2 separate regions of the Mus musculus genome follow, and region 1 is linked to region 2. Evidence: chromatin contacts called from public Hi-C data. All regions are on one chromosome and are shown on one strand. Each heading gives the region's core, a stretch centred on a gene start, on an enhancer-like site or on the middle of the called end of the contact. The rest is flanking DNA. Distances are from core to core; before and after follow the strand shown.

Region 1 (2,794 bases), core at 168-2,667, 68 kb after region 2:
CTAAAAAGAAAAAAGAAGGGGGCTGGTGAGATGGCTCAGTGGTTAAGAGCACCGACTGCTCTTCCAAAGGTCCTGAGTTCAAATCCCAGCAACCACATGGTGGCTCACAACCATCTTTAATGAGATCTGACTCCTTCTTCTGGAGTAGTCTGAAGACAGCAACAGTGTACTTACATATAATAATAAATAAATAAATCTTAAAAAAAAGAAAAAAGAAGAAAAAGTTAAAAAAAAAAAAAGAAAAGAAAAAATAAAGACAGTATCATATGGGCCCAAAAGGTGACTCAGTAAGTAAAAGGCACTTGTCACCAAACCTGACACCCGAGTTCCAACCCCAGGATCCACGGGTGGATCCAGGACATCAATTCCTGCAAATCGTCCTCTAACCTCCACATGTATGTCTTAACACATATACAAGGACACACATACACACATCACACACATAACACATACACACACCTACATATACATGCACACATCATGCAAACACACATACATTAAATAGATACAGATTTTTTTAAAAAAAATTTTTAAATATATATATTACTTCCCCCGAGTCCTAGTTTTCATGAATGAATTGTTATGGTGGACAAATATTTTATTTTTTTTTTTTAAAGATTTCTTGCCGGGTGTGGTGGCACACGCCTTTAATCCCAGCACTCGGGAGGCAGAGGCAGGTAGATTTCTGAGTTCAAGGCCAGCCTGATCTACAAAGTGAGTTCCAGGACAGCCAGGGCTATACAGAGAAACCCTGTCTCGGGGGGAAAAAAATGTGTATTAGTGTTTTGCCTGCACGTATGCATGTATGTAAACCCAGTGCACAGCTGGTGCAGGCAGAGGCCAGAAGAGGGAATCACATTCACTGGAACTAGAGTTACAGATGGTGCGAGTCTAATCTAAGCACATGGGTGCTTAGATTCGAACCCAGGTCCTCTGAAAGGATGGTAAGTGCTTTTAACTGCTGAGTCATCTCTCCAACCCCCAATACTTTATACTTTCAACAGATTTACTGTCTGTTTTCTTGGGGTATATATGATGAGAGGATTTCTCTGCCAAGGGAGGGGGCTCCATTTATAACTAAACAAAGAATACCATATATTCGAGCTGTGGCTTCTACTAAGGGCTCAACAGACAGAAGCTAATTAAATTGCTCTATCTCAGATCTGCTTCTGAATAAGCAGCTGCTTGCTTAATTGGTCATGTCAAATAAAGACCTCATCTGGAGATTACTTAAATGTCCTCCAGAAAGCTAAGGCCTCTTGGTAGCAGCAGTTGCCCATGCCCGTCCACTTCAGGTGCCAATCAGAAGATGGAAGGGTAACAATGGACAGAGAAAATGACGTCTAATATTAGCCTAGACAGAGGGCCTTTACGGACTTGGCAATCACTAAGCACTGGAAATCACAGTGAGAGTGGAGAAGCATTAAGCCTCATTCATGTTCCTCTACGTGTGGCCAGCAGCTGGCAGGAGGCGAGGAAGCTGGCCTAGTGGGAGTTGGCCTAGAAAAGAGCGGCTGAAACAGACGGGGAAAGTGTACGAGACTGTTGAGAAATGAAGTCTACCATACAATCAATCAGCTGTCTTGATCCACAAGAATTGTAGACACTAGAGGAACTTCCATTATCTGCTGAGTACAATTCTGCTTGCTTGTCCTTTCCCCGAGAGATGGTCTTAGGTCACAAACGAGCTTAGCCCTCTCTTTCCCCTCACTAGAGATCCCTTCTCCTGTAGGAGGACACCCATTCTCATCTCTGGATGCATGGTCCTGGAAATGGCAAAAAGCCGTTCACATCGTCACCTCAGAACTGTCAATACAGCCAACATTTGTCACTGTCAGCTGTATACCAGGCTTTGTGTGTGTGTGTGTGTGTGTGTGTGTGTGTGTGTGTGTGTGTGTATGTGTGTGTGTATGTGTGTGTGTGTGTGTGTGTGTGTGTGTGTGTGTGTGTGTGTGTGTGTGTGTGTAGAGCGCTAAATGGGAGAAGCCACCTTGTGAGCCAGCAGGAAGGCAAGGATTCAGGGTGTACCATGATGTTCCTTCCTCACTAGCAAAGAATACCCAGCAGACGTACTGGTGAGGAGCTATCTAGTGGTAGCCAATGACTTGAATCAGAGGGTAATGAGGGAAGAAAACATTCTCTTTGGGTGCAGAGGTCGGAGTCATTCCTCAGGAGCCGTCTTCTCTGTTTTCTTCTTGAGACATAATGTCTCATTGGTCTGGACCTAGCTCAAAATAAGCTACACTAGAGAGTCAGTGAGCCTCCATCCATCTGCCTGACTCTTACCTTCCTAGAACTGACATTCTTTTCTTTAAACATGGTTCTGAGAATCAAACTTAGGTCCTTATGTTTGTCTGGTTAGCACTTTATTGAAATACCAACTAGATGCTTTGAGGCAGAAGAAGCTCAAACAACTCAGTTCCCCTGAGAGTGTTTAGAACCAACTCCTCACCCACTAGCACAGCCCAGACCCTCATTTCCCCCCACTCATTATTCCCTTGTAAGTACAGGGATTTCTGGGGGAATGTATTTGAATCACTCAGACATGCAAGTAAGAAACACTGCCTCGATGTGTAGTGTAGGGGCCCGGGATAGGGCTGTGTGTGTGTCTTTAAGAGCAACAGGGCAGAAAGAAGCTGAGAACAATGCCCCACTCATGCTTAGCATTCCTTCTCCATCCTAGCAAGCTCCCTTCCCCATTTTCCACATTTATTTCAATACACAGGGCAGCCAATCTCCAGTTGTCCCCCTCTTCTGATAGAAACGATTCTCATTTCACCTAGAGGGCTACCAG
Region 2 (2,700 bases), core at 134-2,633:
GATGCTAACCGATCAGGATGCTACCCAATCACAAGAGGGTGGCAAATCCCTACAATAAATCCTTTCATAGGGGTCTTAAGGAAGTTTCAAAAATATACAAGACAGGTCTAGGCACTTAAGAAGAGAGCAACTCCATTTTTCTAGAAAGTTCACATGGCCTGAAACGTCAAATCACCACAAAGATCTGTAGATGTGTGCATGCAAGAAGGCATAGGAGAAAGGGGTCACTGACTTATCTTATGGAAACCCAAAGCCCTCCTAATCATAGATATAGCTTCCTTAGGTCTAGCACATCTCACACTGTCTTCCTAGAGCTAAGCCAATTTATGGTCAGAAAAGCCATTACAATCGTAGTTACATTGTAACAGTAGAGGGATGGCTCTCACTGACCTCAAAATGTACATGACATATTTGACAGCTCAGCGAGGGTGAGAATAATTTGCATCAGCACATTTTCCCAAAAGGGGGAAATTGGGGGCACTCAGTGGTTAAGAGCACTGACTATTCCCTGGGTTCAGTTCTCAGCACCTTTAAGGCAAGGCTCTCAAACCCTCGGTAACTCCTAGCCCCTGAACGTCCTATTCAGGCCTCCCAGGCACACTCAGCATACAGGTCTATACAGGCATGCAAAACACTCATACATACGCCAAAAAAAAATTTAAAAGTGTGTGAGTGGAGCGTCTGGGTTCCTTAACGGAAGCCAAGACAAGAATGAAATTTTAGCTTTTTAAAACAATTAATAATAACAACAATAGTAATAGCTTTACAGACTATAAACTCTCAGAGGGTCGGTGCCCTGCCTGGGTTAGAAGAGAAGGTCTCCATGCTGCGTCCAGCAGAAGTCTGGAATCGGCTGCCATTTTTCAGCAGCCTGGAAAACGTAAAAATAAAAATATTTTTAAGTAAAACAACAAAAAAAATTAATAATAAAGTCAAAGGCAATTAACTCTGGAGAGTTCAAACCTTAACAAGCATTTCCTGACTGCCTTCCACGTGGCTGACAACCAACTACAGCGTCCTGTTGTCAGGGACGTGATACACAAATGCTTATGGTGGATGCCGACTATTTGGAGGAGCTGGGTTTCACGAGGAGGGCACTGCGCACCGTCTAGTTGCGGGAGAGCACGGGGTAGGGGGGCGGAGAGGGCGAGCTCAGGGGAGGGCACTGCAAGCGCAGGCCAACCCCACCCCCCAGTCCCCTCCTACTCCTGTCCAGGGCCACAAGACACCGGGTCCCCGACTCCCCGCAGTGGCCGCAGGGTGAGAGGCAGGGTATTCACCTGAACAGCTCAACATCTCCCACTCGTTGGGCCCGCAGAAGATCGCGGCCAGCGCCGAGAGCTCCTGCCGCACCTCCTCCACCATATCCGTGCGACCAGAACCCAAAGCCACTTCCGCCGCCTCCCGGAGCAAAGCTCCCCTACGGTCACTGGGGGGCGCCCCGGCCTCACAGCCAGGTCGGCTGCGGATGGCGCCGGGCGGGGGGCGGGGAGATGGGCGTGTTTATGGGCGTGGCATGTGTCCGCCCAGAACCTTCTGAGTTTTGGCCTCTGTGGTTTTCTGGATCAGAGAGAGACCTGTAAAGCCCCAAAGTCCCCTACAAGAACAACCAGGCTGTGAACCCACCGTGCTTCACCAGGCTAGGAGGAAATGGAGAGAGTAAAAAAAACCTAAACAAACAAGAAAAGCCAAACAAGGCGAACGAGCCCTTGTCAGGCTTTTGAACTTTGTGTCCTGAGATCCCACAGTGAGCAAAACACAAATTCCATGTCCTCATGAGGGTCAGTGACCCTCGTGGTCAGGATATTTCAGAAAAGAGAACGATAATGACCTCCAGGATACTGACCTGGTTGGTCACTAGCCTCGGGATTACACACAAGGTCTAGATTCCAGGGCCTCTTTCCAGTCCAAGATGAAGAAGAGGGAAGACTGAGATGAGACTCCTTAGAGATGGGGTCCAAAGCCAAAAACTAGCTTTACAGTGATTTGATTTGAGTTGATTTGATTTGGTTCGGTTTGGTTCGGTTCAGGTGATATTCGATGCATATAACATAATGTGTCTATTACCTCTCTGATCCCTGAAGCTTAATGGTGAAATCACCATCTTTGAATCTTGACCTAAATTTCAAAACACTCGCAGTAACAATAGGATAACAGAATGAGTGATGCATCTGTTTCAACCTCGACTTTAGTAAGCAAAATTAATTTGTGGTAAGTAGTTCTGTCTAGGTGCATTTGACTCCCCCCGCCCCCAAAATAAAAATTTTTAATTCTGCAGCTCCCAAGAGTCCTTTGGCTCACTCGGGGAGGTCTCATGCCACTGGTTTGTATCAGAAATAACATTCTGTGAGTTCATCAAAGAATTTAAGTAGGTCTTCAGTGACTCCTTTCACTGACTTCTACAAGTCAGAATAATTTTAACTGGGCCACGTTACTATCCCAATCATCATTTCTATTGCTAAAAGGGCAATTTGAAAAAAGGAAGAGAAATTGGCTTCCAAGAAGAGAAAGGAAATCTGATGAGATAGACAAGAAAAGCTTTTCCAGGGATGCCCTGAGATTTCAGTGACCCCAGGCAATTAGGAACCGTGCTGTGCAAATAATTAGAAAGATAAAGGTTTATTTAAACACATGATTATCTATAATGTAACCAATTTGTATTAGAAGAAAGAAAAAAAAAATAGTTCCTTTGAGTTATTT

What was found. Hi-C and Micro-C count contacts between places; a contact is called where the count stands out from the background.
Region 1: a Hi-C map of the N1E-115 cell line shows a contact between it and region 2, with 3 times the contacts expected there. The contact joins the enhancer-like site here to the promoter of Rwdd3 in region 2. A contact is called at or near these places in 4 of 39 promoter capture datasets (embryonic stem cells, hippocampal neurons and liver), 2 of 15 datasets of contacts at CTCF or cohesin (CD8 T cells and pro-B cells), 33 of 484 Hi-C or Micro-C datasets (the AtT-20 cell line, the C2C12 cell line, DN3 thymocytes and 15 more), 7 of 115 datasets of contacts at active chromatin or transcription factors (astrocytes, embryonic stem cells, fetal liver and 3 more) and 3 of 9 other capture datasets (adipose tissue, liver and pancreatic islet).

What each region holds. Positions count from the first base shown.
Region 1 is chr3:121,237,879-121,240,672 of GRCm38.p6, forward strand. All of the region lies in intron 1 of Tlcd4 (TLC domain containing 4), which reads right to left. Among named protein-coding and RNA genes, the nearest start is that of Tlcd4, 24 kb to the right of the region's middle. Within about 2 kb of position 1,418, at least 59 of the 459 cell types and tissues checked have an H3K27ac peak or open chromatin away from gene starts, as enhancers often do. A contact at or near this core is called in the G1E-ER4 cell line, the N1E-115 cell line, astrocytes and 2 more, where this site is marked.
Region 2 is chr3:121,170,312-121,173,011 of GRCm38.p6, forward strand. Rwdd3 (RWD domain containing 3) reads right to left here and starts at 1,384. Exons shown (of 5, transcript NM_028456.3): 1 at 1,281-1,384. The coding sequence starts at 1,365.